Linked DNA regions of Mus musculus: region 1 is linked to region 2. A link is a contact called in public promoter capture Hi-C data. All regions are on one chromosome and are shown on one strand. Each heading gives the region's core, a stretch centred on a gene start, on an enhancer-like site or on the middle of the called end of the contact. The rest is flanking DNA. Distances are from core to core; before and after follow the strand shown.

Region 1 (3,386 bases), core at 764-3,263, 580 kb after region 2:
AGTGGGTCTTACTGCATGCTCTTCTGCAACACACTGTTGTGCTGGACACATGCTCTGCCGATGCCCCTTCTATATTTGTGGTGAGGGAATCTCTATAATCTCAGCTGTACTTCCCACTTATTAAGGACTCCACAGTAAGAGGAGAAGTATGACCCACATAGTGCAGAGATGCACATCTCCACTCTCTCCAAACACAAACAGGGTTTCATAATATTGACACGTTCTAAAGTTCATGTGGAAAAACAGAGGAGCAGTTCTAGACAAGGAATTTGAAAATCAAAACAAGACAGAATCATCGTAGGGAATACTGAAACCGTGAAGTGTTAAAATCCACCGTCTGCAGTGAAACTATCATCATAAAGAGTAGCGTGGCCTGGGCAAGATCACTCTCCAAACACAAACAGAAAGGTGCACACCAGAAAGAAAAGGATGGGCAGGTTTTAGCACATAAAGCCAAAATTTTATCACTTCAGAAATTAGCGTTGCTAAGTGAGGTGGGCATGCCTGTGATCCCAGCACTTGGCAGACAGGCCACCGGGTTTGGGTATGAGGCCAGTGGGGTCTGCACAGTGAGACCTTGCCTCCCACCCCTACACCCCCAAAGAACAATCTTTTGGGGAAAATATTTTCCACACATATGACAAATGAACATCTTTAAGCATGAAACCCAAACAACCATCCCAACTTCCCAGCCTTGAAAGTGAGCAAATAGAAAGTCAGGCAAAGATAAATTCTCAGTAGTCATAGCATAAACTGGTTTAAAAAAAAAATCACACAAAACAAACAAGTCAGGAAACCAGCAACCCAAGAAGCAAAAATTGAAGCAAACAGTCATTTTAATTAAATTTGGGAAAATAGCCCATGTTGTCAAGGAAATGGAAAAAAATGGTCATTTCTCAGGGATAACTGATGAATCTTGTCTTTGACCATCTGTTTCTACCTCCAAAAGTTTGAACCTGGACATGGGTAATGAGACATTAATCTATAAGGACATAGGAAAAATATGTAATCGATTTGCATATTTATACAGCCATTAAACTATATATATATATATATATATATATATATATATATATATATGTTTTAATATAATATATAAGAGAACAACGAAATGGGAGAAAACTTACAATATCTTAAGTGAAGAGCCAGCATGTACAGTTGCAAGGGATAACCCAGGCTTCCCCAATATAAAATACTATTCAGAACACTCGAGTATGTCAAACACCGAATGTAATTGGCTTTAGGAGGCTAATATATGAGAGGGCTAGATGGCCCTTGGGAGAGATTTTAAAAGTGTTTTTTTTTAAAATAATTGTACAATTCAAAGCTTGTCTCTGTTGAAAGCATGAAAGGACACGAAATTGCACTGGTCTGGAAGTTCCAAGATGGGGTTCTTTTGGAAAGCCAAGGCCACCTGCTAGTGGGTGGTGAGTCATGGCCACAGGCTTGCACCTGCCTCCGCAGACGCCACACTGGCTGCTGTGCGTTTCCAAGGGTAAACGACCCATTTGTGCCAACAGCCACCTGGGCCCGGCCTGCATCTCTAGAGCTTAGGCCACTCCGGATCTTAGTTGTGGGAATAGAGGGCCTTGCAGAATTCACAGTTGCGGGCCATTCATTCTTCATCCAGATGCGCTCTGTTGCCGTGGTGCTGTGTTCCAGCCCTAAGCTAGAGCGGACTGGGCAAAGCCCCAGGCTCGACGCCAGGAGAACCGTTGGTGCCCTGTCTAGTTCTCTCTGGCTCTGAGTTTTGAAAAAGACAGTAAGGGTGGACCAAACACAGTGACCACAGCCTGGCCACAAGGTGGCCCAGGGGCGAGCATCCTTTTCTGGGCAGAGGGTTAGGAAACTGAAGCTCGGGCCGGTGGCCAAACCGGAGCTGGTGGCTGCCATGGCGATGGAGCCGGGGGCCCTCCCTGGCCTTGTGCCGGAGCGGCAGTGCAGCGGGGTGACCTGGCCCGCCCCGCCCCCAGGCCGCGGCCGCCTAGCCGAGACTGACCCTCCGCAGCTCCTGTAGTCACGTGGAGCTGGGAACCCAGCGCGTGGGGGGAGGTTGGGGACGGGCCTGGCAGTTGTGAACTCGAACCTGCCGCTGTCGCCGCTGCGGGGCGGGGAACCGGCCGCAGAGGCCGGCCTGGTGCTCTATGGATGGGCGCTGCGTCCCTGGAGGGCACGCGGGAGAGGTATGGGTCGAGTAAGGGCGCAGGGGCCACCGAGGGCGTGCGAGGGCAGCTCCACCTGTGGGGCGCGTGACCGTGAGTGTGTGCGGCTGTGGGGTTCGCGCGCGCGCGCGGAATATGAAAGGGGGGGGGGAGTGTTGAGGCGCGGGGCGAGCGCACCTGCGCACAGGCTCCGCGGGCTGCGCTGTGCGTGGGACCCGAGATGGCCCACTGGCTGGTCCGAACCGGTCCAGCGAGCCAGCAAATGTGGACGGAGGACACGCATCTATACAAAGGGGGAGTGTGTGGGCCTGCTGCCACCCGGGGCTGCCCTAGATGACCAAGGAAATTCTGGAGAGTCCTGGGCACTCTGGCGCTCCCTGCGTAGACCCTCGGGAGACAGGCCTGGAATTTATGTTGCGCGGAGAGTGGGGGAAGGGGAGGCAATAGGGATTCCAGAGTTACTGCCTAGGCAGCCCTTTGGCCACTGAGAAAGAGCCTTGCAACAGATGGAGGAGGCTATTCTTCTGGGGCCCTACCAGGCTAGGAGGTGGCCTCCAAAGGCAGCACTGTGCTTCCTCAGTAAAGGGTCATGCTCATGCTTTATTTAGTTCAGTGTCCGCTAGGTCATTCGACCAGGCTGGGTATGGAGTTCAAGGCTGAACTCTGTAGCCTTGAATCTGGGAGAGACTGGGTGATGACACAAACCTGCCCTGGCTTAGCGCAGAGCCTCACACTCGTTCTTTTCTCTCCCTTCCCCAGGTAAGGCTGACCTCTCAGCAGTTAGAGGTCTGAGCTCTGCCATGGGGATAGGGATGTCTTTATTGCTACAGTTTTCTCTGTCATCCGGGGGCTACCGAAGTGTGGGCCGAAGCAGCCGAAGTCTCCCCAGGAACATCCCCAGAAGGAGCTGGAAAAAGCCTCACCCCCAGCTCTTCAGTCTTCAGGGTAGAGTTTGGCCTTTCTTGTGCCCTCAAACCAACCCATAACTCCAGCGCTCATGTCTCCTATACTTGCAGGACAGGGATGTACTGGGGAAGGAATCCATTCTCCTATCATGGAGTCTTCCCTGGGTTCAGGCGGGGGTGGGAGTTGGGGGTTGGTGGGGTTGAGTCATGTCTGTAGTCCCCCAAAAGAGAGCAGGCTGTAAAGGAATTCAGGAGGTTTTGCCCGGACAGAGGCCACGAACAGACATGAAAAGGTCCCTGGGAAGTCTTACTGCCACCC
Region 2 (3,472 bases), core at 434-2,933:
GGTTACCTAAGTCAGGTAAACCGAGCTTGATTTTCCCTCACGGGGAAAATTTTCCATGTAAAGCCTGTAGGGGCCTCCCGTGGAAACCAAAGAGTCTGCTGCTGAAGCTGGTGGGTCTACAGCCAAGCACTGCTGAGCCATCATCAGAAGCATAAGAGGCAGGCAGAGAGCAGATTCATTACCAAGGCTGCAGGTTTCTGTACCTAAACTGGGTCCTTTTTCCCTCTAGGAATTGTGGAACCAATATGAAGCCTGAGTAGTGAGTCCTTTATTATTATCCAAGAATAGGAGATGTGGGAGATAAACCCCATAATAAATTCTTGGTGTCTAGGAAGCTAGAGAGTAAAGGAAATGGGGGCAGGTGGGCTCAAAGGAGAATGGTAGTGTGCTTTTTGAGAATGGGAGATTTGCCGGGAATTTTGACGACTCTTTCTCTTTCCTACCTCATCCCTATTAGTGGTTCTTTGCAAATATAGCTATGGAAATTGTTGTTATGGCAAAGGATGGTGTGTTCTTTAGCATGCAAACAGGATTTATGATGAACTCACAGGGTGACTAGTGGTCATTCCGTCAACCATCTTTTAAATAGTAGTTCCTGATGGCTCACCTAAGGAAAGACTTCTGGCCTACAGGCACCCTGTCTTCAAAGATAAGAATGGGGCAAAGTGGAAGCTCAGTTGGGCACAGAGGCAGCACTCAGACTAACACATCCAGAAAGGACCTATCTGTCCCACATTGAACTTAGACTTTCTCCAAAATTGTGAGAGAACCGGTGGGTGTGGTGATGCAGCAGTTGGAAGACTGAGGCAGGAGGATGATGAAAATGTGAGGTCACCAGCCAGGTCCATATAGTAAGACCTTCCTCTCAAAAGACAGTCTGGAGGATGGCTGACCCATTAAGAAGACCTGGGTTCAGTTCCCAGTTCCCACACAGTGTCTCTCTCATAAGGTGTATCCATACCTCCAGTTCCAAGGGACCCAACATCTTGTTCTGACCGTTGTGGTACACATGTAAACATGCAGGCAACACACTCGTACACATAAAATAAATGTTAAAAACAAACAAAAACCACGAGAGCTTGCTGCTCCTGCAGAGAACTGAAGCTCAGTTTACAACAGGGGATTGGGTGCCTCTGGCCTTGGGAGCTGCACTCATGTGCACACACATGCTCAAAGGCACATACACATTTTTTTTTAAACATAAACCTTAAAGGACCGTGAACTTCTTCATTCCTTTCTCCTCGCTTTTGGCTTTCTTCTCTGCAACTGGTTTGAGCACTCGGTTGGGAGTAAGTCTCGGTATCTATTATCACCTGCAAATTCCTGAGGCCTCGCCTTGGTGTATGCACAATTGTGTTTGCTTGGGGATTTGGAGAAAGAACCCGCAGCACAAACCCCAGGGAACAAGGCCGTGCTGCCCCGAGGGTGCAGAGAAAAAAAAAAAAAGTTGGCGTTGAGGCATCGCTGCAGTGGGAAGGGCAGGCTGCTGGCGAGGAGGTTGGGGCTGGCCTTTCTGGGGCCAGCCACCCCTGGGCGTGGCGCGGGGACTGGGCGCGCGGAAACCGCCTGCGCCACCACCACCACCGAGAGCCCCCCCCCCCCCTCACATTCCTAGAGCGGCCACCAACAGCCAGGTGGGCGCCGGCCTCCGAGGCCCTCTCGGTGCTGGCCGCCAGGGGGCAGCACAACGGCCAGCACAGCCCGACGTGGTGGGGGCCTGCAGGAGCTTAGGTAGTGTGCCAGGCCTATGGAGGCCAGGGAGAAGATGCTGGGAGGAAGGACATTTGGAATTTACACCATTAAAATTGGTTTAAAGGTATAAACAATGATCTATTTACATTTATTGAAAATATAAATATAGAACCCAAAAAATACTGTTCGGGGATTAGAAAATAGGATGGCTTTTTGGAGCCTTGGCTCGTTGTCTCACTGCCACACACGTGTTTGGGATTTGAGAGGTTTCTTTAAAAGTCCTTGGGGCAGAAGAGATGGGCCATTCTGGGGGTTCTCTGGGCGTCTGAAGGGCTTGCCCCCTCTGGAAGGGGTTAGATGATGGGGTAGGGAGATCTTTCCCAAGGTCAGAGCTTCTAATCGTGCCAGAGAGAGTGGCCAGACAGCTAAGCCAGGCATCTGAAACCAGAGTCCCAAAGCCTGGCTTATTCCGGATTCCAGCAGTTTATGCTCAGTTCGAAAGGTGGAGTGGGGTCCTTGGTACCGGGAGGCACACCACACCATCTTCCTTAGGTCTCGCTTTCAGCCTGCCTGTCTTTGGATTCCTCATGAGACCTCTACGTACCTTTCTCTCACATAGCAGGCACCCATTTGGAGGGTTTGGCAGGGGCCTGGAGACGCTACCGAGTACGTGGGCTAAATATGAGAGGCATTACTGGAGTGAATGCATACTAAAAGATAGTATCGTTTAAAAGTTTTAGATTTTTTGTTTGTTTATTGAGGCAGACTTTTGCTATAGCCCTGGCTGGCCTCTGTAGAGCACATGCTGGCCTCAGCCTCCTGAACACTGACATTGCTGTGCCCCCACACAGGGCACTGGTTTGGGATTGTCTATAATTAAGAAAGTATTTCTGATTGGGAAGGTGGTGTTGCATGGTGGTCTTGAGAGCTTGGGAGGAAGAGGCAGGGTTCTGTAAGTTTGAAGCTAGCCTAGTCTTCTTCATAGCAAGTTCCAGACCAGTCAGGGCTACCTAGTTCCATCCTGTTTAAAAAAACCAAAAATCTGTTCCCACGAGGCCAAGTTTTTATCATTGTTGACATGTAACATATTTATCCATGAGATTGATAAGCCTGGGTGTCAGACTCCAGAGCAAGTACAAAGTAAGTAAAAGCTGTCCCCATCTGTAGGGAAATCAAACGCATGATGGCCACTAAGTGCTACCCCTAGGAGGTACCTGTAATCCCAGGGCAGTATAGCCTCTCCAGGATGCTTACAAGGTATGAGGCAAGGTCCCCGATTCTTCCCTGGAAAAGGCAGTGGGAGCATGTGCTGAAATTATAATGGATCCTTTAAGGACATCTGTGCTGTCATTTCCAAAGCCTTCCAGGAATTCCTGGTGAGTTTTGGCTTCTGAGATTTTCCTGGTGAGTTTATGGGGACTTATCATCTTCTGATAGGAATATCTGCCAAGCATGTGAAACCTGAAAGGAAATTAAAGTTAAGAAACTTCGCTCCATCCAGGAATGAGGTAACTATGGCAAGTGTCACTGAATAAATTAGACATCCAGAGCTTGGTTTGAGACTGGGAAATGTTAAGAGTCACAGGTGCTTGGTCAGAACCTTAGATTTAAAGCAAGCTTCTCTCTTGGTAGTCCAGAAGGCCAGGCAGACAGTGGCCAGCAGGAAGGATGCGCTACTATTTAAATGGTTCCATTTAAACAAGGGACTTAGAGGCTGCAAACAAAAGTTTGGAACACTGACAAAGTGCAGAAAAACTGAGCTGCAGATTTGGCCCATCTT

The links. Promoter capture Hi-C pulls out the DNA fragments that hold promoters and counts their contacts.
Region 1: a promoter capture Hi-C map of cranial neural crest shows a contact between it and region 2. The contact joins the promoter of Repin1 here to the enhancer-like site in region 2. A contact is called at or near these places in 2 of 39 promoter capture datasets (cranial neural crest and trophoblast stem cells), 1 of 115 datasets of contacts at active chromatin or transcription factors (stem cell-derived neural progenitor cells) and 2 of 9 other capture datasets (adipose tissue and embryonic stem cells).

The regions. Positions count from the first base shown.
Region 1 is chr6:48,591,870-48,595,255 of GRCm38.p6, forward strand. It overlaps Repin1 (replication initiator 1), which reads left to right and starts at 2,014. Exons shown (of 3, transcript NM_001079901.1): 1 at 2,014-2,183; 2 at 2,922-3,107. The coding sequence starts at 2,963.
Region 2 is chr6:48,014,733-48,018,204 of GRCm38.p6, forward strand. It overlaps a transcript of Zfp777 not described here. Among named protein-coding and RNA genes, the nearest start is that of Zfp777, 32 kb to the right of the region's middle. Within about 2 kb of position 1,684, at least 110 of the 459 cell types and tissues checked have an H3K27ac peak or open chromatin away from gene starts, as enhancers often do.